7 separate regions of the Mus musculus genome follow, and regions 1, 2, 3, 4, 6 and 7 are each linked to region 5. A link is a contact called in public Hi-C, HiChIP or PLAC-seq and Micro-C data. All regions are on one chromosome and are shown on one strand. Each heading gives the region's core, a stretch centred on a gene start, on an enhancer-like site or on the middle of the called end of the contact. The rest is flanking DNA. Distances are from core to core; before and after follow the strand shown.

The links. Hi-C and Micro-C count contacts between places; a contact is called where the count stands out from the background. HiChIP or PLAC-seq counts read pairs in DNA pulled down with a chosen protein or histone mark.
Region 1: an H3K27ac HiChIP or PLAC-seq map of microglia shows a contact between it and region 5, with 5 times the contacts expected there. The contact joins the promoter of Atp5l here to the promoter of Bcl9l in region 5. A contact is called at or near these places in 2 of 39 promoter capture datasets (embryonic stem cells and liver), 4 of 115 datasets of contacts at active chromatin or transcription factors (bone marrow-derived macrophages, effector CD8 T cells, extraembryonic endoderm stem cells and 1 more) and 4 of 9 other capture datasets (adipose tissue, liver, macrophages and 1 more).
Region 2: a contact with region 5 is called in a Hi-C map of CD4 T cells, with 3 times the contacts expected there. The contact joins the promoter of Cd3d here to the promoter of Bcl9l in region 5. A contact is called at or near these places in 1 of 39 promoter capture datasets (pre-B cells), 3 of 484 Hi-C or Micro-C datasets (CD4 T cells and CD8 T cells), 4 of 115 datasets of contacts at active chromatin or transcription factors (the SCID.adh cell line, pro-B cells, regulatory T cell precursor and 1 more) and 1 of 9 other capture datasets (liver).
Region 3: a Micro-C map of embryonic stem cells shows a contact between it and region 5, with 1.7 times the contacts expected there. The contact joins the promoter of Kmt2a here to the promoter of Bcl9l in region 5. A contact is called at or near these places in 2 of 39 promoter capture datasets (liver and pre-B cells), 2 of 484 Hi-C or Micro-C datasets (both in embryonic stem cells), 3 of 115 datasets of contacts at active chromatin or transcription factors (epiblast stem cells, extraembryonic endoderm stem cells and pancreatic cancer cells) and 1 of 9 other capture datasets (adipose tissue).
Region 4: a contact with region 5 is called in a Micro-C map of embryonic stem cells, with 3 times the contacts expected there. The contact joins the promoter of Mcam here to the promoter of Bcl9l in region 5. A contact is called at or near these places in 26 of 484 Hi-C or Micro-C datasets (B cells, the Ba/F3 cell line, CD4 T cells and 9 more) and 6 of 115 datasets of contacts at active chromatin or transcription factors (bone marrow-derived macrophages, embryonic stem cells, pancreatic cancer cells and 1 more).
Region 6: a contact with region 5 is called in a Hi-C map of uterus, with 4 times the contacts expected there. The contact joins the promoter of Ube4a here to the promoter of Bcl9l in region 5. A contact is called at or near these places in 1 of 39 promoter capture datasets (hippocampal neurons), 2 of 484 Hi-C or Micro-C datasets (B cells and uterus) and 1 of 115 datasets of contacts at active chromatin or transcription factors (double positive thymocytes).
Region 7: a contact with region 5 is called in an H3K4me3 HiChIP or PLAC-seq map of bone marrow-derived macrophages, with 2.7 times the contacts expected there. The contact joins the promoter of Ift46 here to the promoter of Bcl9l in region 5. A contact is called at or near these places in 9 of 39 promoter capture datasets (the 3T3-L1 cell line, 3T3-L1-derived adipocytes, the C10 cell line and 5 more), 5 of 484 Hi-C or Micro-C datasets (B cells, the G1E-ER4 cell line, Th1 cells and 2 more), 13 of 115 datasets of contacts at active chromatin or transcription factors (the 230-238 cell line, the SCID.adh cell line, acute myeloid leukemia and 8 more) and 4 of 9 other capture datasets (adipose tissue, liver, macrophages and 1 more).

Annotation. Positions count from the first base shown.
Region 1 is chr9:44,919,106-44,922,468 of GRCm38.p6, forward strand. Atp5l (ATP synthase, H+ transporting, mitochondrial F0 complex, subunit G) reads right to left here and starts at 1,637. Exons shown (of 3, transcript NM_013795.5): 1 at 1,505-1,637. The coding sequence starts at 1,556. It overlaps Gm30934 (a long non-coding RNA gene), which reads left to right and starts at 1,622. Exons shown (of 2, transcript XR_379340.4): 1 at 1,622-2,012; 2 at 2,123-3,363.
Region 2 is chr9:44,980,125-44,983,476 of GRCm38.p6, forward strand. It overlaps Cd3d (CD3 antigen, delta polypeptide), which reads left to right and starts at 1,662. Exons shown (of 5, transcript NM_013487.3): 1 at 1,662-1,816. The coding sequence starts at 1,762. Cd3g (CD3 antigen, gamma polypeptide) reads right to left here and starts at 307. Exons shown (of 7, transcript NM_009850.2): 1 at 142-307. The coding sequence starts at 196.
Region 3 is chr9:44,880,037-44,883,263 of GRCm38.p6, forward strand. It overlaps Kmt2a (lysine (K)-specific methyltransferase 2A), which reads right to left and starts at 1,253. Exons shown (of 36, transcript NM_001357549.2): 1 at 813-1,253. The coding sequence starts at 1,238. Gm39326 (a long non-coding RNA gene) reads left to right here. Exons shown (of 4, transcript XR_870694.3): 2 at 1-2,667.
Region 4 is chr9:44,133,127-44,136,237 of GRCm38.p6, forward strand. It overlaps Mcam (melanoma cell adhesion molecule), which reads left to right and starts at 1,532. Exons shown (of 16, transcript NM_023061.2): 1 at 1,532-1,630. The coding sequence starts at 1,564. Gm10687 (predicted gene 10687) reads right to left here and starts at 1,359. Exons shown (of 2, transcript NR_152189.1): 1 at 1,235-1,359.
Region 5 is chr9:44,497,086-44,500,414 of GRCm38.p6, forward strand. Bcl9l (B cell CLL/lymphoma 9-like) reads left to right here and starts at 2,051. Exons shown (of 9, transcript NM_030256.3): 1 at 2,051-2,188; 2 at 2,363-2,464. The coding sequence starts at 2,439.
Region 6 is chr9:44,964,334-44,967,267 of GRCm38.p6, forward strand. It overlaps Ube4a (ubiquitination factor E4A), which reads right to left and starts at 1,267. Exons shown (of 21, transcript NM_001346698.1): 1 at 1,152-1,267.
Region 7 is chr9:44,771,461-44,774,663 of GRCm38.p6, forward strand. It overlaps Ift46 (intraflagellar transport 46), which reads left to right and starts at 1,549. Exons shown (of 12, transcript NM_023831.3): 1 at 1,549-1,713; 2 at 2,228-2,324.

The sequences.
Region 1 (3,363 bases), core at 387-2,886, 420 kb after region 5:
AGCCCCAGCCTATGCTGCAGAGCACAGTCTACGTAACCTTCTGTTCCCTCAGAGCCCTCAGGTCTCAGTACTTCTGGCAGAACAAGTTATCTTACAGTTACAACAGTGGAAAGGTTTTATGTTGTTTCTTGACCAAAGTTTACCTTGATAATGTCTTTCATTTTGGATTTCATCAATAAAATCAGTTTTAAATTTCTGAATACAAGCTACCTAAAAGATGCAAAAGTCATACGGCCGGAAAAATACTCTCTACGAAATATTAAAAATAGCACCTCAAACCATCAAAGTCCAAACGTCAAAGCCTTTTGGTTGTATTGGTGTAAAAATTGTAGTACGTTGCTTCAGATCACCTAATGATTTTTTACTAAGGAAATTCTTTGGAAAACAGCTATTGGCAGCCTCAGGTTCCATAGGAAGGAATCCAGTATTTATAGACTCTGGCTGGCACTTTAAGGGTTTAAATAGCTCACTAGCTGGTGATGAAGGGGAGAAAAAAAAGAATTACTAAATATGCAAACAGGTTGGAAAGCTCAAAATTACAAGTTTTTAAAATTCCACCTCAGAGGGCTGGAGAGATGGCTCAGCGGATAAGAGCACTGGCTGCTCTTCCAGAGGTGCTGAGTTCAATTCCCAGCAACCACATGGTGACTCACAACCATCTGTAATGGGATCCAATGGCCTTCTCTGGTGTGTCTGAAAACAGCTAGTGTACTCACATAAGTAAAATAAATAAATCTTTGAAAAAAAATCCACCTTCAATTCACATTTCATAACCAAATTTGAACATTTGGAAATAGGACCTTCAACCACTTAATACAATACAGAAAAGAAGAAATTGTAAACTTAATCTCCTGCTTCAAAAATACAGTAATTTTCTACTCAGAAGAGAACTGTATCGATTGAACATACTGCTCAGGCTTATAACTACTCAGTGTTTATCTGAGAGACCGCGGTCTATCAGAATTTTCAAACAAAACAACCTCACGAATGCCAAGCCAAGGTTCTGAAGACGACTGCTGACAGGCGTCGCTTTCTGTGCTGACTGGGGAGGGGATATTCACCCCTACGTTCCAAATTCCCTTCATCGGACGCAGAATTCTCTAGGCTCTAACCAGGATGGTAAGCAAACATAACTTTCAAAGATCTCTCACCCGTCTTTAAAATTTCTGATGGCTTTCAAATACTTCGCTGAGACGCAGACCAGCTATGAGGTCTGATGTGTGACCTCTCTCTCCCCTGTTACCGACCTCCCTTCCCAACTCTCCCGGCACGGTAAGGGGGCATCACGGCGTTCGCGGCGGAGTGAGGCCGGGCAGAGTTACACGACCCACTCGCTCCCCGGCCGAGCTAGGACCCTGCAGCTTGTGAGCTCTAAGCAGCCGCGGGCAGGCCAGGCGAGGCTGCGGCCTTACAGTGGCCTCCTGGAAGCCCTCCCGACGCCCACGGCCCCTTGGTGCCGCAGCACAATCCCTCCCCTCGCGAGCCTCTCCCGGGCTGCGCTCACCGGCTACCATCGACGGTGCCTTCTCCGCGAAGTTACGGATGAACTTGGCCATGGTCTAAGGTGGAAGGTACGTCTCCCCGAACCGCCGGCTGAATGTCACCCCCGGAAGGACCCGCGGCAGGACCCCTTCCCCATTTCCAAGGTCAGGCTGCCCCTCTCTGTGCCTGTTCAAAACATATAGGTATTGATTCCCTGTTTGTGGCATCTCATTAGTCAGTTTACTTTGTTCACTCCAAGTAAAAACCTAGATATAAAAAAAAATGAGGCGCGATAACACGTGAAGAATCCTGAGATTCCTCAGGGAGCAGGCATTACTTGGGACAGCTATTCATGTTGGTCCGGAAGATCGGTGAAGTGGGGGAAATGCGCATGCGTTATTGGTTTTCTTGGCTTGATCGCCACATTAGCTTGCGGCAGTTTTATAGCTTTTCAGAAAACATGGAAAACGAGGCTGGAGGGCTTCATAAGATGCTTGTGGGCCTATACGTTCGCTTTAAAGGCATAGCAGGTCTGAGGTCAAATAGGAGCTTTAAGGGGCCACATAGGCGTTACATTATGTGACTCACCCATTCACCGACTTCTTTAATTGACTTTTTATAATTCCGTTTTCCTCCGCAGCCAGTATCAGAATTGGGATCCAATCCGGTTTTTCAAACAAGCCAGTAGGAGCTGTGCGGACAAGAGGAAGAAAGTCATGTGTGTTGAGGGTGTTGCACTGTGCCAGGCATTTTGTAATTTGGTGGAAGCATGCTTTGGGCATTATCCCCTTAGAGACCAAGATTCCTAAATAGTCATAGAAGGAGTCAGTTGCAAGATAAATACGCAAAGGAACATAAGGTTAAGCGTGGTGCTGATCTGGGAAGGCGTAGAGATTCTTGGTGTATAAGAAAATATACAAATTCCAAAGGCTGTAACTTTGACATTATGAATGAAAACAACAAAAACAAACCAGGAAACCCAAAAACTATGTAGGAAAGTAACATTTGATGAGGAGAACAAGTTCTGGAAAAGCCCAATCTTTAGAAGAAAAACTGAGGGGCTGGAGAGATGGCTCAGCATTATGAGCACTGACTGCGCTTAGGTTAGGAGTTCAAATCCCAACAACCACATGGTGGCTCACAACCATCTGTGATGAGATCTGATGCCCTCTTCTGGTGTGTCTGAAGACAGCGACAGTGTACTTACATATAATAATAAATACATCTTTTAAAACAAAACAAAAAAAAACCTGAAGTAAAATTCATGGGGTGGTTAGAAAAGTTAGAAGTGGGATCAAGGAATCAGTGAGGGAGAGACATGCTGCCTTAGACAGTGAAGTCAAATTAAAGCAGGAAAGATAACCTGAAACCCACATTATACCAGCATACAGGAGCCTGAAGATTGGAAGTTACAGGCCAGTCTGGACCGAGGTAAGACAGGCCAGCTAATTATGAGTATGAACATCTGTGACATTAACTAGAAAAGGTTTCAAACCCTTAGAAACCAGATTGCAGCAATGAAGAAATATGGAAGCAAGAGAATATAAGTCAGACAACCCAAGAGGAAGGTGGAGCTCAGGAGTCCAGGACAGGGAGACAGCAAAGAAGGCAGAGGAGTTTGTTTGGGAATGGTGGGACCTCTTCCTTAAACGGGGTGAAGGGAGAAAAGTTTCCAAGTGAGGAGTCTGACACATGCCACCTGTGTGAAAAGGGAGTGGTGAGCAAGGCTACATTTCAGAGTGTCTGAAGGACACAGAGAAGAGCAGAGAAGGGCAGTGGTGGAGTCGACTGGTCTGTGGGCTGTACAGTTGCCTGTAGTTTAGGTAGCAGAGGGTAATGGTTAAATTAACCTAAGCTGAGATCCTGCATGCCACAGGTATG
Region 2 (3,352 bases), core at 412-2,911, 480 kb after region 5:
TTGCCTCTCCTTCTTTGAATTCTAAGATGACAGGTGACGATAGCTCAAGGTTGGTAAGGATTCCAATAACTCTGCCTCCCTGCTCACAGCTTCTTCTCATGAGCCTTCCCAGTGTGGTCAGAGACTCAAGTAAACTCTTACCTTGAAGAAGAGAGATCACCAGGAAGAGGCCAGCCAGACCCTTCCTCTGCTCCATGTCAGTCTCTTTGCTTCTCCAGTAGAAGTATTGAGAGTCCCTTAGCCACCCAGCCACCCAGCCACCCAGACAGCCTGTGCAGCAGCTGGCCTGGCTCCACCCAGCATGCATTGAGCTGGGACTCTGAGTAGAGGCAATACCAGGTGTCTCCGCCCTCTCCTGTAGAGTGTGGGCAGCAGGGGCCCCAGCAGGGGTGTTGATGCTCTGACTTATCTCGTTTTCTCTTTTGTTGTTGTTAAGGCTTGCAGGATAGCAGGTGGCAGGGGATGAGGTTCTAGATTCCCACTTGGAAACCCCTTTACCACTAGAACCTCTATGCGCAATAGGTTGAAGACTCCACTGAGCCTTTTTCTCGATGACAGTGATGAATGTTCCTGCCTGTTCTTCTGGCTAGGTCTGGACTTGTTTGTCACTTGATCCCAGAACTCATGGGTTTAGGCAGAACTTTTCCATGTATGAGACTGGAGTTCTGAATGGAAAAGCATCTTAGAGTAGACCTTCCTTAAGAGATTTTTGACACTGTTCTTTTGAGAACATCTAAGTGGTACCCACCTAGAAGAGAACATCCCAACGGGACAACTAGCTTATTTCTTGGTGTATGACCCTGGGCTAGTTCCAGGGTCTCAGGCTATTGTCTCCTTTAGCCAGTCAATGCATAACAGAAATTCACAGAATTCCTATGTGATTCCAGGCACAAAGGATAATTTTGTCCCCAGACAGATGACCTTCTGATTATAGCAGTGTGGAAAGTTAGATCCCCACAGCACATGGTAGAAAAGTCTATTGTCTCCTGGGGAGGATCGATTCTACAAATGAGTGGATTGATTATATTGTTAAGAAGACTCTCATACTGAGATGGCTTAATGTGGCTGGCATGATGCAAACACTCCTCCCCCAATCCTTAGAGTGATGCTGAGGGAGACAAGCTCTGAGACACTCCATGCATGGGTACTATGTGCTGGACCTAGGATTCCGATGTCTGGATGAGGGCTTCTCAAGTCCATCTTCCCACTGGCTAGAAGCAGCTTGATGTGGTGTCCCAGAGTGTCCTGTGAAGGGTCCTGAGACTGATCAGAAACAAGAGGATCTGCTAATGTGGCTTGTGTAATAGTTTCTCTCAGTGGATCTAAAGAGGTGGCACTTCCTTGTTTGTGAGTAAATGTAGTTGTATTGTTCATAGGAAGCCCAAAATCTTCTTTGTTTGTTACCAGTGACTATTGCTATTTGTTTTTTGTTACCAGGAAAGGCTATTCTAAATTCCCTTACACTTCCTAGAATTCTGAACAAACTTTCCTCATAGTCTCTGCTTTGTATCAATCATCCCAAAATCTTTGCTTCAGAAAGAGCAGTTTGCACCTGTTTGTGTTTTACCCCACACCTAGCCCACTGTTGCTTTGACAGTCTTACACCATCAAAGGCAGAAGGTAGAGAGGCAGATTTCTTCTAGTTCCTCCCCCACTCTTCCTTTTTCTGAATACCCATGAGTCTGTTGGCGGAGGATAGTGCTAACCCTGGCTGATCATCCTGTGGCTTGCCTCTATTTGTTGCATGATTCCCTCTGGAAGATGGAACACAGCGGGATTCTGGCTAGTCTGATACTGATTGCTGTTCTCCCCCAAGGTAAGGGAGGCCTCTTCAGCTGTGTGGAGGATGGACCCGTGAGGGGCATTGTCACTGGGAGAAGTCCACTGGATAGTGCATCTCGTTTACCAAGCTGGGGAAGATAAAAGGGCAAGGCTAGGGCATAGGAAACAAGCATTCGGCTTTGACCTGCTCTAGTCAAGGCTCACATTGGTCGTGATGGTGTCCCCAAACTCCTTGGACCAGACATTTGTAGGAAATGGTTCCATATTGTATGTCCCTAGGCCTAAAACTAGTAATGAAGTTATACCCATTGCATCGTCTAAGGCAAATGGCCTCTTGGAGTAGGATTCTTGGTCATGTGACCACCCGGAGCCACGGCTCGGCTCAGAATTTAGAAGCGATCTTTAAGAGAAAAGTTAGCTTTAGCTGAATGGGAAGGACAGGCAGAGGGTATGTTATATTAAAGTCTGTAAGTCCTAAGTGCCAACTCTTTCTCAGTTTGTTTGCTTTTAAAACAGAAAAGCAGGCTGGGTAGATAACACGGGGGTAGGACTCAAGGAGTGCAAAAAACCCAAACCAAACAAACTCCAAAATAACACTGCGAAGCTCACATCTCAGAGCTCAGCCGTCCCAGGAAAACTGGGTCAAATGGTTACTCTAAGAGCTGTCCTGGCCACCAGAGATTTCTACTGGACGTAACTCCAAAGAAGACGGGACTTTAAGAGGAGAAGAATTACATACACCTCTCTTCTCCAGCATGCTCATATATGTTCCTGCTTCAGAGGCAGGGGCAGCCATTTTGGAGTTTTCTGGAGGGTGCTCTTTTGTTCAGATCAGTAACTAAGTAATGAAGCTCAGAGACACACAGACTCCAGGGAAGGCTGGCTGTAGACATAAGGCATGGCAGTGCCCTCTGGGCTGGGAAGGCTCACTGTGCCCACAGCCTTTCACCTCTCCCACCAGACTTGATGTACTTAGAGCCTCAGGAGCAGATTTGATACATATTGGTGGCCCTTTCTCCTTAAGCAAGCATGGCAAAGACAGTAAAAATTATAGGGGCACAGGAGGGACAGGAACCGCTCAACCCAGAAACTAGCTAGGGTTTGAGAATTTCAGCACAATTAATGTTCTCTGTATAAGTTGTCTACAAGCTGCTCTTTTCTGATACGGGTATTTTACTATGCTGCTATTTAAAATAGCAACAAGTCAGGCTTAAGGCTGGACTGTGTATGACCTTGGGCAGGGCCTCATTCCTCTCTAGAACATTCTCTAAGAGCCTCATAAATACGACTACTTTCTTTGTTTGCTGTGAAGAGCTCCTGCATCTGGCATACCCAACTCTAAACATTTGTTCCATCCATTGTAATTCTGTTTGATGCCCATACTATTCTGTGAACTCATTTAGGTTTCTTAACAACTCTGGGGACAAGAACTTCAAGACCCACCCAAGCAGTGTATTCAGCTGTTGTAAAGTAGATAGATGGTGCATCTCTTTCTGGGAAGCCATCCTGGAGTGTCTTTCTTAACACTCATGCTTAAAATCTACTTTAAAATATCCTTGTATTAATATAA
Region 3 (3,227 bases), core at 3-2,502, 380 kb after region 5:
CTAAAGGAGGGAAAGGGGTGGAGTTGGAGGTAAATCCCTGACACCAGCAGCCTAGGAAACGTAGCCCTGGAAGATGAGGAAAGAGACAACGCTGGGGAGAGCACTGTTATCTTCGCAGGAGAGATGAGAACGACAAGGTAGAGAGAAAGCTTTCCCCGAGGGGTAGGGCGGAACGAGGAGGCCTGGTGTGCAGGAGGTGGGAGTGGGCTGGTGGTAGAGGTGAGACAAGGGGGAGTGACTGGCAAGGTGAAGACCTGGCTGGGGAGGGAGGGAGGGTTGGTCAGGTTTTCAGAAGCAAGGTGCAGGAAGGGACCTGGATTTCCCAAGGGCCAGGATAAGAACCTGGCTCTGGATGAAGCCACCACCCGAGAGATGTCCAAGGGGGAAGACTGCCCTAGGAGTAACACATCTGCCCAGGGAAGGAGGCGGAGATGTGGCGGGATCAGGTCTCTGGCAGAGGGAGGGAGGAATCTGGCTCGGATGAGGTAATCTGTGAAAGGGAGGAGGGGTTCAGTCCCGGGATGGGAAACCCCCGCAAGGGGGTCTGTGCCAAGGGATTTGGGGAAGGGTCCAGGGGAAGAAGGCGGGACGGGGGCTAAAGGCCCTCAACTAGAAGGGTCTGAGCCCTCGGGTAAGGGCGCCTGGGGGTCTGCAGCCCATAACGGGGGTCCTGAGATGGGAGGGCCATTTGCCCCACGTTAGGGACCCCAGGATGTTTCCAGAATTGGGATGCTCCTCAGACCTGCATGGGGGAGGGGAGGGGTTCTTCAGAGGGTCGAGACCCCGGACCTTGGGGTTCCTCGCCCCCTTACCTCTCCGCTGCCGCCTCCCCCGCCGCTCTCCCCAAACACTGCCCGGAACCGGCGCAGGTTGGTGCCGATGGCGGCCGAGACCTGCAGCGCCGCGTCGAAGCCCGGGCCCACCCGGAGCAGGGCCGGCCCTGAGGAGGCTGAGGACGATGACGAAGACGAAGACGAGGCGGACGACGAAGAGGCTGCTGAGGCGGCGGCCGCTCCCCCTGGAACCCCAGCCCCGCTGCTTCCCGCCGCCGCCGCCGCCACCGCCGGGGGGGAGGGGGGCGCCCCGGGGCCGCCACCGCCGGCCTGGGGCCCGGGGGGAAGCAGCAAGGCCGGGACGCGTTGCCGCGGGGCGCCCCCTAGGCCCCGGCGCCCCCCGCCGCCGCCGCCCCCGGTGGTCCCGGGTCGGGCGGGGAAGCGCCACCGACAGCTGTGCGCCATGTTCGCCCCGTAAGTGAAGCAGCGAGAGGGAGAGGCGACAACACAGGGGGGCGGGGAGGCGGAGGGGGGGGAGCGGCGGGCCCCGGAACCTGCCTAACCCGCCTGGCGCCGCCCAGATGGCCGTACCCCGCGGCCCGCTATGCCGAGCGCCGGGTGGCGCCCGCCTGCCCTGCAATCTGCATATGAGCCTCTGGCCTCCGCCTCCGCCGCCCGGAGGCCGCTGCTCTATGCCGAGCCCCGGGCCCGGCTCCTCCCGCCCGGCAACCTGGATAAGTGCATGCCCCGCCCTCCGGGAGCGGCAGCGCCAGGGAAGATGAGGGGGGGAAGGAAGCCCTGGAGCCCGGAGCGGAGGCGGGTTCCGGGGAGAGGGGGGAGGGGGCGAGGGCGGCGGGAGGATGGAGGCGGAGGGAGCGGGTGGCCCGCAGCCGAGAGAGCCGAGAAGCCGATTACACACGTTCCCGGGACGCGCAGGGACTTGAGCGGCCCAGGAGAACCGCTTCCAGTGCGGCGCGGCTGCTGGGTCCCCGGAGGAGCGAGCCTTCTCCGCCGCTTTGGAGAGCGGCGGGCTTAGCCCTTATGGAACGCTTCTAGAATCCAGAAAGCTCCATTGTACTCCATGCAAAACCCAAGCGTCGCCCAATTGATTCTATGCAAAATGGCAAGGCTCTCGGCGAACGCGCCTTAAAAAAATAAAATCCAATAAAAGAGGAGCCCCTCCCATCTTCACGCTTGGAGCTCTTTCCAAAATCCACACAACCGTGTGGTCGGCCTCTGCCACCTCCTCGCTCCACTGTGCGCTGGAGGGAGGTGAGGGGCTTCTGGTTTCCGTGCCCTTCTCCGGAGTTGGGGTGTGTTTTCCCAGTCCAGGCGTTGGAGCCACAGCGTGCGCTCCGCAAACGACCTGGCGTTACAACGGAGCTGAAACTGGGTGGCTAACGGACAGGGCCTGGAGGGAAGAGGCGGGCAAAGGCGCCCCGCCCCTTCTTCCTCCGCTTCCAGCCTGCCGCTGCATGCAAAGCAGACCCTAATGTATGCACACGGAGGGAGGGGGCTCGCCAGCACATTTCTCATGATTGGGAGGGGGGGGGTTTGAAGCCCGGCGTAGGGCATTATGATACACAGGGTTAGCAAGCCGAGAGGGAGGGAAGAGGGGTAGGGCAGTGCCGGGGGTTGATGGTGGGGTGAATATCCACGGGATTTACTTTATTGCAGGAAATGGGAGACGGCGCCTCCAGCGAGGCGTTAGAAGCCTGCGGGGATGGAAAAGCCAAGGAGGGAGGGAGAGATTGCTGCCCGAAGAATTTGCCTTGGCTGAGGCTTAGGGATCGATACACTGCCTGCAGACCCGGAGCAGCCTCCATCTCCCCCAACCCCCAGCCGAGGTGGAGTTCGCAGGAAGGTCATGCAGCCGTCCAGGTCTCCCGCACCGGTACCCGGCGCTGCTCTAACCAGGACCTCCCCGGGTGGCAGATTTGGGAACGACAGGGTGGTTCATAGTAAGGCAGGTAGCAACCAGCTCCAGCCCACTGGAGGGTGTACTGCACGCCTCCAGAGGTCCACGGCCTCCTGGTGCTGAAAAATCTACGTCCTTCCTACGGAGAGACGTCTGTGCCTGAGGAGAAAATGGGGAGGGGGGGGGGGGAGCGAGGAAAGGAACAGAGAAGGGGAGGAGACATAGTCAAGCCCCAACTCCCCAAACTCGTCCGGGATCGATCATCGTTCCAACCACGCAGGATGGAGCCCAGATGGTTTGCAAAACGCACATTCACACTACGCACGCACAACCAGATTCCGTTGTTGCTTCTCGTGGCTTACTAGGCGCCGAGAGGATGGGAGCTGCGAAAGGGTATTAAACAGCAGCCCCAAGACTCTGCTTAGGACATAACACACCCCATTGTGGACGGTTTCTCTATTGCAATGTATTTTTGCGTTAGGCTCTGGGGTTTTGCTTCAGTATAGCTGCTCTGATCAGTTACAGATTGGCGACCA
Region 4 (3,111 bases), core at 282-2,781, 360 kb before region 5:
CATCTAAGAGGAAGAATTCAGAACCGACTGTCCTTGGTGGTTAGCTGCCTTTCTTTTCAGACTGCCAGAGAAGAGGATAAGTTAATGGTGTTAAATGAAGAAACAGGGAGGGGGTGCAGCACTTGCCCTGCCTAGCCAGACAGCATCCTTTAGCCATCGCTGCAGAGAACAGGCTTTTCTTCCTATTTTGCTCTGGGCCAGGGGCCAGGGGCCAGTGCTCCTCAGTTCACTCTGGAGGGCAGAGGAGGCAGGGCCCTCTTCCTCTCTCCCATCAAGAGCCCAAGCCTGAGGCCAGTCGGCATGGCTCTGTCTGGAGGCTAATGGCCAGGGAGGAGGGTCAATGAGATTTGAGTGATGAGGTAGATGTGATTTGCCAGTCATCTGAGTCATCAGAACACAGCCCAGAGCATCCTCTCAAGTCACCTGGCCATCTCTGGGGTTTGCTGCCTCAACCCTCCTCCCTCTCTCCAGCAGCGGCAGAAAGGCTGTTTGTTCCCTGTGGGGTGACAGACCCCTCCCTGGTGAGAGTCCCAGCCAAGGGTGAAACCCTTCCTGAAGCTCTGGTGCTAGAGCCTTTTTGAATCTAAGAGTCCAGAAGACCCAGGGAGAAGTTGGGATTAGAAAGGATGGAGGCTAGGGCTCCTGGCACCTTTCTGTGTGGGAGACTTAGGCTTTCAGTAACCTGAGGCCGTTGCCCCGTGAGAGAGTTGAGGGGTGGGTAGGGAAGGCAGCTTTCAAGCATTAGAGAGAGTAATAGGTTTCTGGGAGACAGGCTGTAGACTCCCACATCCGTTAGTATTAACTTTTCCTCATTGAGGTGAGGGAAACCGAGACAGAGACCAGAAGACAAAAAGGATTATCTGGGTCAGGGCGTGGACCATGGGCTTGTGAATTCAGACCCCTTCCTCCCTTCTCTAGGGTAAGAGGGACTTGCAAGAATTCGAATATGAAAAGATAACCCAAAAGGCACCGTTTCCAACTCTCCCGCCCCCTTGCAGGCACCCCTAGGTCTGTGGGACCTGGCACAGTTCTTCCTCCAAGGCTGCCAGGCCAGCGAAGACTCTGGAACAGTGCCAAGCCGGCAGCCGCCGCAGTGAAGCGGTCATTCCAGAAGGCGACCAGGGCCAGCTCCATGCCTCCACAGCAGGGTAGAGGAACCTGACTGAGAGTCCTCTATCAGGGATACCTCTCTGTTGCTCCTCTGCTAGAGGGTCCCCGCTAGTAGTGGACAAACCTGAGCGAGCGCTGCTACTGCGTCCAAGAGTCTACAGCGACCGGGCCAGCTTCTGCCGCCTCGGCCAGTCATTCGAGCCCCAGGACACCTGTCATTGCTCCTTCAACCTTTCCAAGCCAGAAAACGGGAGTTAGCCTCTAGGCCTGGATCGGGGAGCAGCAGCTCGCAGCCAGCGCGCCGGGGGCCCGCCCCCTAGGGCGCGGGGAGGGGGCGGGGGGCTACGCGGGGCGGGGCCGGGCGGCGCCCGGGGTCCCCTCCCCCGCCCCCCTGACGTCAGCCCCCGACAGCGGCGAGTTCCTCACTTGGCTCGCGCCCTCCGTCGGGGAAGCATGGGGCTGCCCAAACTGGTGTGCGTCTTCTTGTTCGCTGCCTGCTGCTGCTGTCGCCGTGCCGCGGGTGAGTTCTTTATGTTGAGGGGGCTGTGGGGGGCCCGACCCGCGTCCCTCAGAGCCCAGGCGTTGGGAGTTTGGGGATGTCTTCGACGGAGCCGGACTGTGCCGCCTGAGTGTACCGGAGATCAGAGCTGGTAGCAACGTAGAGTCGGGGCTCTGCACCCCAGTGGGCGCTCCTTCTTGCCAGAGTCCCCGATTTCCAGGCGCCCCGCGTGCGTGCAACTTCTTTGCGGGTGTGCAGCCTAGGTTTTAGAGTATTCTGGGAACGGACTAGTCGGGTTGCTGCAGCAGCGAGCGGGAAGGGGTGGGGCCGAGCTTCTGCAGGACGCTGGGCCCGGCCTCCCGCAGGTGTTCGCTCTGGGTGCTGGATGCTGGGTGCTGGAGTCCCGGCAGAGAGGCGCAGCCGGGGCGCATCCCCAACCCGTGCATCCCGCGCCCGCCTGTTGCTGGAAAAGGCAGTTTCCCTAGCTGGAGGGGGCCGCCGACCCCTCCCCCTCCGCCTGGGCCTCACGCCAGTTTGGAGGTGAGCGAGGGAGGAGGCCGCTCCTGCTGGGGCTGGGCGTTGGCAAGGGCAGCGGGTGGTGTGGGTCTCCTTGCGCCTCCGGGTTTGACGGGATTACAGGGGAAAGACAACAGATGGAGAAGTTCTACAACAGTAACAGCTTCTGTGGTCCACTAGAGTCAGGTGGAGAGAGCCTGGCACCTCGGAGCTTTCCTTTAAGCCATCGAGTAGACATGCTTTCCTGGGTCCGGGCTTCCCTTGTAGGGCACACGCAGCGGTGTCGTGTGTTATTCTTGGCTCTTTCTCGCGTCTCAGCCACTGGTCAGGCTGGGGAAGGGGAGGACTGGGCATTACCCACTTCTCTGGCCTCTTGCCCAGTGCCAGCCACGTCCCTGGGGTACTCCAGTCTAGTGCCTCCCAGACTGACCTTATTTCTGGGGAAAGGGCTAAACCCAGCTAGGCAATCGCAGCACAGAAAACTCAGTTTCGCTCTGCCCTGCTCTTCTGGCCCTTAGAAAGCAGGGATTCAAAGTTCCTGCTGTTGGTAGAAGGCTATTCCCACCTTCCCTCCAGTCTGGAAGCCACACAGTCCAGACATCCCAGGGTCCAGGCAGATTGTGCTTAGTGACATCACCTCTTCTAAGAGCTGGCAGCATGCTGGCACCACTGACGTCACTCCTGCCCACTCTCTGGTTTTTGACCTAACCCTTGGCGGAGACTGACCCCTCTAGACTTGGATGGGGTCTTCAGATTGTATTGCAGCGTTTCTTGACATGCTACTGTGGGAACATAAATCATAGCCTCTGGCTAGAGTTGGCTCACTGTGTCTTCCAGAGGATTTGGGGGACAGAGGGTAGAATAGTGACGTCTTCGTGGAGGGGGGGCACACAAAGGGGCCTGTGTGCCCCAGCCTGGCACATGCCTTACATTCCCCTAGTCTGAGCTCACCAGGACTAGGAAGGGGCCCAGGAGCAAAGGGGCCT
Region 5 (3,329 bases), core at 801-3,300:
TTGCTGGTTCAGTGCTAAAGCATTTCCCTGCCAACCATTGGCTTCTCAAGGCTACAGATTTCAGGTGTCATCTGGGACCGAGCAGAGAGGAAGAGGGGTCTCTGGGAGCTGGGGCCAAGTCCTGAAGGGCAGACAGAGAGATGCTGGATGGGAAAGCCCTGACTCATCTGTCCTTACCTCAGCTCGCCTTGCAGCTGGGTGGGAGCAGGAGGCGGAGTCCTAGGGGGCACTTTTCAGATTCGCTGGAACTACTGAAGAGGACCAGTTTCCTAACAGCCCCTCCCTGGATTGTTATAGTAGTGGCCCTCCCCCTCCCACCCGTAGCTTATTGGGGGAAGGTTTTGAAATCTTGCTAGGTAGTTTAAGCCATCCTGGAACTCACAGGTTGGGCTTAAATTTGTGATCTCCTGCCTTAGCCCCCCAAGGGCGAGGGTTACAGCAGTGAGTCACTATGCCAAGATTAGGGTTCCAGTTTTTGAGATCCCTCAACAGAAAGTTCTAGATAGCCCGTCCCCATCCCTCATAACAGGTGATAAGTTCTGGGGGCTCATGTGTGAAAAGCCCACTGACTTGATTTAGACTGAGATGAATAGTCAGGGGCCCAAAGTACCTGGAGTGGGGGTCCTGGGTCGCCCATGCTGTCATGTGACCCAAGAGCACACAGCTTTTCTGGAACCTCAGTTCCTCCTTGTGAGACTGGGGAGATAGCTTTGAGAATCAACCAGGGATGGAGGTGAGAACTTAAACAGCAGGTCCTCTATTGACCAAGGTGATTTCCCCAGGACTCCTCAGTGACTTCTGCCTTTCTGTTCTTTCCTGGTTGTGGTGTGTGTGTGTGTGTGTGTGTGTGTGTGTGTGTGTGTGTGCTGCAAACTAGGTCCTAGGACTTTGGGATCTTTTTCAGAGACAGAGTTGGAGTGGGGAAGCCCAGTGTTCTATAGGGGTTAGACGGCTGCAAAGTACCTGGGAGGTTTCCCCCTTGCTTGGAGGTTCCAGCCCGGCTTCCAGCAGCTGAGCCGGGAGCTGGAGTGTACACGGGTGTGTCTAGCTGGACCTGTCGCGGGAAGAGCCTCTAGGGCTCAAGACTCCTCCCCTTCCCTCCCCCACCTTCTACCGGGATCTCTGCTGGGGGCGGGGAAAGGGGACAGAGCAGGGGGCGGTTGCTTGAGGTGTCTGTGTTTGTGTAAGTCAGCTTGTTGGTGTCTCTGTGGCCCTCTGTGTATTCTTTGTGACTGTCGGGCTCAACTTTCTATGGCTCCCTTGTGTCTGGGTCTCAGTCTTCACATCTGTTCAATGAGTCCACCGGCTATCCCTCTGCTGGGTGGCCGGGGTATCTGTGTGCCCCAGGCTGCCCGGCGACTCCGGCTGGTTCGCGCTGCCCAGTCCCTCGGGCACACCTCCGTCGGCTGGCCGTGAGCGTCTCTAGTTTCCTGGGCTCCGTGCGTGTCTTTGTCTCCCTGTCCACGTGTGAGATGTAAGTGTGCGTGTGAGTCACAGAGAGGTGCTTGTGGGTCTCTTAAGTCCCAGCTCTGTGCGCCCAGTCTGCCCAACCGGCTAGCGCCCTTTTAGTCCCTGGAGGACTTGTCCATGTGTCTGTCTGCGCGCCCTCCAGTGGACCCGGGAGATCCACGCTGCAGTCCTGTCCGCTTCCCTCAACCTCGCTCGCTGCCTCGCTGGCTCTCTTGCTCCAAGCTCGCTCTGTCTCTACACTCGGGCTTTGCCGAAGGGGGCGGGGTAGGGGGGGTGCAAGGGAGGGGGGAGGGGAGGCTCCTGCATTCTTGCGGTCGGGGAGGAATCTGAGCCAGCGTTACTGGTCTCCAAAAGAGCCCAGCTGCAGCCTCGGGGCCCCGCCAGGCCTCTCGCTGCCCGCCCGGGCCTGCCGGGATGGGCACGGGCTAGGCCTGGAGCTGGGGGCGGGGCAGGGCAGTGCGCCCACCCCGGCCCCTGGGAGGCTGCAGCGCCCGGGGACAGGGCGCAGTGCTGGGGCGGGGCGTGAGGGATTCCCGAATCCTGGGCGAGGGGCGTGTCTCGGAGCGGGAGTCCCCCAGTGGGCCAGAGCAGACCTCGCAGCCGCCCCACGCGTCACTTTTGCGACCAAGCCTATTAGTGAATTCTGACTCTACAGCCCTTGGAGGGGGGTGCCTAGGGTGGGGGGCTTGCACGATACTGCAAGCTCCCCGTGGACAAGGTGTGGAAGGGATGGGGACTGGACTGGTCTTTAGGATTGAGAAGTCCTCTCTCTCCAATCCTATCCTACCCTATCCAGTTCCTTAGTCCCGGGGCGTTGGGTTCTCCCTTTCCCTCCCCTTCACACACCCCCTCCCTAAGTCACAAGTTTTCTCTTTGGGGCTTGTTGCTGCAGTCCCTGCTCCAGTACCGAGTACCTGGCTGGGCCCTGGGCACGCACAGGGGTCGTAGCCCCACTGTGTGTGGGAGCCATGAGGATCCTGGCTAACAAGACAAGGTGTGTGGGTGTCACGGAGGGTGGGATATATGTGTGTATGGAGAGTGGGGAAGGGAAGGGCCCATGATGATGGGGCCAAGCTGTTTGGAGAGGAGCCCTTCGGGCACCTGGTTTCCTGGCCACCAGTGGGTTGAAGGGAAGTAGCATGGTAAAGTCTGGCCCCAGGCAGGAGCTGGCAGCCAGCCTTAGCGCCTGGGCCCAGGGGGCAGAGGAGACTGGCAGCTAGCTTTGCCTGCTTCTGGTCCCTTCTTCCCTTCTAAAACCGTTAGAACAGACCCTCATCCTACCCTAGTGTTGGGGGTGTGATGGCGCCCTCCAGCCTCAGTCTAGTCGGGGGTAGGAGCTGGAGTGGGGGTGGTGCCTGCCTCCCTCCTCCCCAGGAGAAGCGGGCAGACAGGGCCAGGCGGCGGCAGCAGGACAGCAGAGCTGAAATAAATCTGAGCTGGTGTGGAATGAGGGGGGATAAATATCCTCTCCCGTGATGTGATCTTTCCAGCGGCTATTAATAGGTCTCCGGGGAGGGGGAGGCGGTGGGGGGAGCGGGCTGGAGCTTAAAGGGCCCGCAGCCTAGGCTGCAGGAATCCATGGCTTCAAGCTGTACTCTTGTCTGCTTGACATGCCCCCCCCCCCAATCCCTGCCTGCTGACAGGGCCTACTGGCCCACCCTCTTCAGGCCTTCCCCACTTAGGCTCTGGGGAGTCTTCTGGACCTGTGGGTACCACTCTCGGTTATGCTTTCCCTAGTACCCTAGGGAATAGGGCTCGGGCTTGAGCAGTGACTCACAGGTCCTGTGGCCCTTCTCAGCTAGTTGTCAGGGCACAGCGTAGTTGAGGTCTGGGGCCTTGGAAAGGAGTCTTAAACCCTA
Region 6 (2,934 bases), core at 17-2,516, 470 kb after region 5:
TCTCTCATTTTCTCCTGACTCAAGCTTCTACTTATATAGAGTGCTGCTAATCCTTTAAGGCCACTACTGGCTCCTGAGAGCATACAGATATTTTAAGATCATGTCCAATCCAGTTTTAAAGTAGAACTATTGGTAACACTGAAAAACAGATTGCTATAGCCAAGTTCTATGGCTAAGGTGGGGTTGGGTGTAGCTCTGTTCTAGAGCACTTAGTATGCACCAGGGCTTAGTTTATAACCCCAGCAACTCCCTACCCCAAGCCCAAATTACACTGTATTAAATTGTACTCCATAAAGTCTCTATTTTGGAATTTAAAAATGTTCCCAAAGTAACATGTCTACCTGGAAATACCTTCAGTGTTACATTAGGTGTCGTAACAAAAATCCTTGCAATACGTTTATCTGCAAGCTAGGATCTCATCAAGTGAAGCACATACACGTCCGAAAACAAAAAAAGAACACAACACAACAAACAAAACCGTCTCTAACAAACCCTGGCATTTCATCTTGGGCCCCATTTTATGTCTCTGGGACCAAAAAAGTCAATGACATTGAGACTTAACCCATTCTTGCTCTAGGAGACAAAAAAGAATCCTAAAAGGAACAATACTAAACACAAAACGTCTGACTCTATGGTCAATCTGAGAAATGTTTTCTCGACCAAGAAAAACTCGAGCAGAATCCAAAGAGCTACAGCTGGGAAGCCGTCACTCGCTTTAAAAGTCAACCTCTTGCTACACGCACCCTACTGGTTTGATTGCTATGAGTCGAGCTTCATTTTGTCTCCTTGGCATCTGGCACTGTCGTTCACTCTTCGTATTTTATCCTTTGGGGTTCAGTAACATTCATAGGCAGCAGGGAGACCCACCCACCCTGCGCAGGTCCTAGATAAAATAAGTCAAAAGACAGCCACAGCCCACACTCGGGCCTTTCCTAGCAGGGACTTGGCAAAGAAGAAGGGAATGTGCAGAGCCACCGGACGCCGGAGCACCGTAAGGGTTTCCAGATTAGACAGGGTCGAAGTTCAAGACGGACCCGGGTCAGGCAAGCAGTTGAGAACAGCAGGCATGCAGGGGCCTTGACTGGCAATTGCTTAGGAGAAAACCGGGTCGCAGCCTCAACACTCTCGTCCTCTTATACCTTGCCTCTTACCGGAGCCTGAAAGGGCAGGGACGACGACACCTCACAGCTACAGCGACCAAAAGGTTCTTACTTCCGACTCAGCAAGGCAACCGGAGCTGACATCATCGCTGAGCGCCGAGCCTGTTGGGTCTTTACCCCGCGCCGGAAGTAGGGCGGTGTCGGGCTTCGCTAATGACAGAGAAAACACCGAGGAGGCGCATGCGCACGTTTGCTGGCAGCTAGCGAGGGTGGGGGGCGGGCCGGAAGTGGCTTTGGGATTGGGCTAGGCAGCAGGGCGGGGCGGGGCAGGGTTGGCTATGACTGCGTGCTTTGAAGTTTTGTGGAATATGAAGCTAGACCTTGGAAATCCATCTCTTGAGGGCAGATACACTATTGTGGTGTCGGGCTCTGCACAGACTGTGACTTTTTGCTTTTTACGCTCCCTTCTGTCCTATGGCTTTTTGGAGCCGTTTCACTCGTTGTGGCTTAGAAGCAGTAACAATACCAACAAGGACAATGTATAAGACGTTTTGAGCAGGTATTAGGTGCCAGGCAGCGCGCTATTTTGGGTTGGTCTTAGATTTATCTATACAATGCTAACAGTATACAGCCTACAAGTCTGGTTAATTTTTAGTTTTTAATTTTGAAAAATATTTATGAGCATTGATTGGTGTTTTGCCTGTATGTATGTCTGTGTGAGGGTGTCAGATTCCCTGGATATGGAGTTACAGACAGTTGTGAGCTGCAATGTGGGTGCTAGGAATTGAATCTGGGTCGTCTGAGCCATTTCTCCAGCCTTGGTTCTTAGTTTTAGTAAGGAAAATGAAAATTAAAACTGTAGTGAGTGGGACACCGTGGGGCATGCTGTAATTCTAGCACTTGGTACATAGAGACAGGAGAATTGAGCATCCGAAGTCATCCTCTGCTATTCAGTGAGTTTGGACTAACCTAGGGTTACTTCAAACCAACCATCCAACCAACCAAAACCCTACCCTATTCTGAGATACCCCTTAAAAAAAATTATATTGGCACAGCTCAATACCTCAGCAAGAGATTGGTAGCATACATGCATAGGAGTACCAGGCACTTCTTTGCTGTACTTGATAGTGTATATCTATATAACTGCTATGAAGTGAGATTTAGTTTAATAAAATTACATGTTCAGATATTTTTCAATGATATCTTTTATTCTTATTTGTTACTAATACTTTACATATATTCTAAGTGACATTTATTGTTAAAGCTAGACCAAATCCCTAACAATGACCTACAAATAATGAGACAGGAGACAATCTTGTCTTAGACATGACCTCCCAAATGCAACAAAATCTATAAAATGGAATTTATCAAAAAGACTTTTGCATTTCAAAAGTCACCATTAAGAAAGTGAGGTTGGGGCAAAGATTAATATTATGTGTTGTGTAAAAAGCCATTGCTCTGAGCTGAAGAGATGACTCAGCGGTTAAGAGCACCGCCTTACTTTCCAAAGGAGGCAGGGTTCAGATTTCAGCATGCACCTAGCAGCTAGAATCACTAACTCCACTCTCAGGGATACAATGCCCTCTTCTGGCCTCCATTGGCTCTGCATGCCCATTGTGCAAAGATAGACCAACAGCCCTAACACCCATATACACAAAATAAAAATAATACAAAATAAATGTTAATGTGGCTATATTGAAGTAGTGACAAATATTGTTGAAAATTCAAGATTCATAAAAACAAAAAGCTGTCATGTCAGTAGGGATGTAAAACGATGCTGTTAGTTTAGAAAAGAATTTGGCTGTTTCTTTAAGAGCTAAAAGTGAATTTGCCA
Region 7 (3,203 bases), core at 299-2,798, 270 kb after region 5:
TCTTTTTTAAAGAAGCACGTATGAGTCTCTCATTTTTCTTTTTCTGAGTTGGGATTGTAGGTCTGAACACTATAGGTTAGTGCCCTGCTGCATGTACATCTGCAGGCCAGAAGAGGGCATCAAATCCCTCTCATAGAGGGTTGTGAGCGACGATGTGGGTGCTGGGAATTGAACTCAGGACCTCTGCAAGAATAGACAGTGTGCTTTTCTTTTTTTTTTCTTTTTTTCTTTTATTATTTTGGGGGGTGGTGTGGCCTCCAGATAGGGTTTCTTTGTGTATAACCATGACTTTCCTGGAACTCGCTTTGTAGATGAGACTGGCCTAGAATTCAGAGATCCGTCTGCCTTTCCCTCCTCAGTGCTGGGATTAAAGGCATGTGCCACTGAAAGACCCACAACATGAGGACTCCCCCACGTTCTGACTCAGGAGAGGCGACACCCCAAAATCACCAACGAGAAAACGGTCTTGTTGCAAATTGCAAGAGGATTTTTATTCAAGAGTGCTCTCGGGCCCACGGTCATACACCACGCAGGGGTAGAGGACTGTGGCGCCCCGAGTAGCTGAGTAAGGGGGTATTTAAAGGAGAAAAACCACAACTCAAGGAGGTGGGAAGGGCGTTGTTGGAAAATACCAAAAATACCAGGTAAGAGTCACAAGGAAGTACAAAGTCACAGGTGTCACAAGGAATACCTGGTAATTGTTAACTCTCAAGACAGTTTCTAAGAGCCCCTAACAATAGCACATTTGCATTGCAGCTTCCGGTAATGGTCAGGGTGACTTTCTTTGAATGAATACTCCTTGAACTCAGGAAGTGGGTGGGTGGAGGAATGTCACTATCTGTTTTATGATTAGCATACCTTGGAGCACTGAGTTTACTACTCTTTCACCACCACGCCCAGCTGTGTTATTTTTTATTTTATTTTATTATTATTATTTTTTATCAATTTTGAAACTGGACCTCAATAGCCCAGGCTGGCCTCAAATTTACCAAGTTACTTACTGAGTCTGATCTTGAACTTCTAATCCTTCTACCTCCACCTCCAAAGCGCTAGGATAGCAGTTATGCACCAGCTTGCCTGACTCATAGTTTTCTTTAGCAAGTAAAAACACAGGACACAGATAAATCCTAATCTCAGATGAAGGAAGAGAAAGTATGCTCCTGTGACATAGGGTATCGCGAGGAAAAGGGCTATCGCGCCACAGAGATGCTATAAAAGGGCTTTTAAACATGCTTGGACTTTTCCTTGAAGAGTGTCTAAACTGTGGATTAGGCCTATCTAGGAGAGACTGTAGGCCAAATGAGCCTTGTCTTTGAGATGACAGTTTCTAGTTGGAGAAAAGAAATCCACTAGCCTGGCCTTCCACCTTTGGCCACTAGATGTCACAACCGACTCAGTTGCGGAAACCATAGATAAGCGGGCTGCTAGACCGCCTAGTGCCCGGGGCCGCTCTATCCCAGCGCCGCGTCTCTGCTTCCGCCACCACCGGCCGCAGCAGAGGGGCGGGGTGGCGGCGCAGTGGCGGGGCACGTCTCGCGATCGTTCCTTCAGACTCTCGCTTTGTTTTGATTTATTTATCTTTTTCCCTAACGACTGACAACAGGCGGCTTGTTGCACTTAGGGATCCTTGAAGTGGCTGGGCCTGAGAGTGAGACCCCAGTCCTCGGCTGGGGTTCTTTCCAAATAGAAGAAACGGATCCAGAGGGGCTACAGGTAATTGGTGCTCCCGCCAGCGTTCTTTGCTCTCTGCGCCCCACCAACTGCCCTGGATCCTTGACTCTCCGAGAACCCGGTGGGATCCTATCTTCAAAACGGGCGGAAGTAGAGGTGATGCTCTGAGGATTAGTGGATGGGGCCGAGGCTGGAATTTGCCTTCTCTCAGGACCATCCTGTCCCATCCCCATACCCTCCACCTCTGGCAGAAGCCTCAACAGCTGTGCGAAAACTGACCAAACCTGAGACGGACGGCCGGCCGCAGTCTGGCTGTGCATGCTGTGCTTCCCTGCCTGCATCTTATGTAGAGCTTTTGGGTTGCTGCTGGGAAGGGTTGGATACCGTTTTCCACTGCACTTCTCTTGGCACCCAGCCAATGCTAGCTAAATAATGCTCTTGGGTCAGGAAACTTTCCTTTGGGGGAAAGCTTGGATCGGGGTGAATGCATCTCTGCACCGAGGCTGGATGTATATCCCATGATAGGAGCTATGTAATCGTATTTCCTTTTGCTTAGACCAAAATTGTTGAGAACCAGACATACGATGAGCGTCTAGAGATTAACGACTCGGAAGAGGTTGCCAGTATTAGCACTCCAACCCCAGGACAGCAAGGTAAGAGAAGATGAGAGACAAAAAAAAGGGAGGTGATTTTCAAACAAGTGGCGCAGATAGGATTCAGGTTGTATTCAGCAAGCTCTTAGCAAGTGTTGACCTCCTGCTTTAACTTGGCGCTGATTTTGCTTTCTCACTAGTTGAGGGAGAAACCAGTCCATCAGATTTTGGGATCTTTGAGTGCAAACTTATCCCCTGTCATTTTTAACTCGCTGTTACTGCTAGTAGATTCTGGCACAGGTTCGCTGTGTTTTGGGTTTTTTTAATTTTTTAATTTAATTTAATTTAAATTTAATTTAATTTAATTTTTAAATTACTATTTTAGAAATGTTTATGTGTATGTATGTTATTTGCTTGCATGTTTTTCTGTGAACCACCTGCCTGCCTGGTGCCCTCAGAGACCAGAAGAGGATGTTGTCAGATCTCCTTGAACTGGAGTTACACATGGTAATGAGCTGCTCTAGTGTGGGTGCTGGGAACTGAACCCTGGGTCCTCTGGAAGATCAGCCAGTGCTCTCAATCGTTGAGCCATCTCTCCAGCCTGGCTCACTGTGCTTTTGTTTCTAACAATTCATTAAGATGCTTCATCACTTGCCCTTAACTTGCCATCCCAGCTTTAATCGAAACAGAGTTTTATCAGAAGACTTGATGCCATTCATTTATTCACCTAACCTTTTTTTCTTTCTTTCTTTCTTTTTTTTTTTTTGTTTTTTTTGTTTTTTTGAGACAGGGTTCCTCTGCATAGCCCTGGCTGTCCTGGAACTCACTTTGTAGACCAGGCTGGTCTCGAACTCAGAAATCCGCCTGCCTCTGCCTCCCAAGTGCTGGGGTTAATGGCGTGCGCCACCACGCCCAGCCCTCACCTAACCTTTTTTGGTT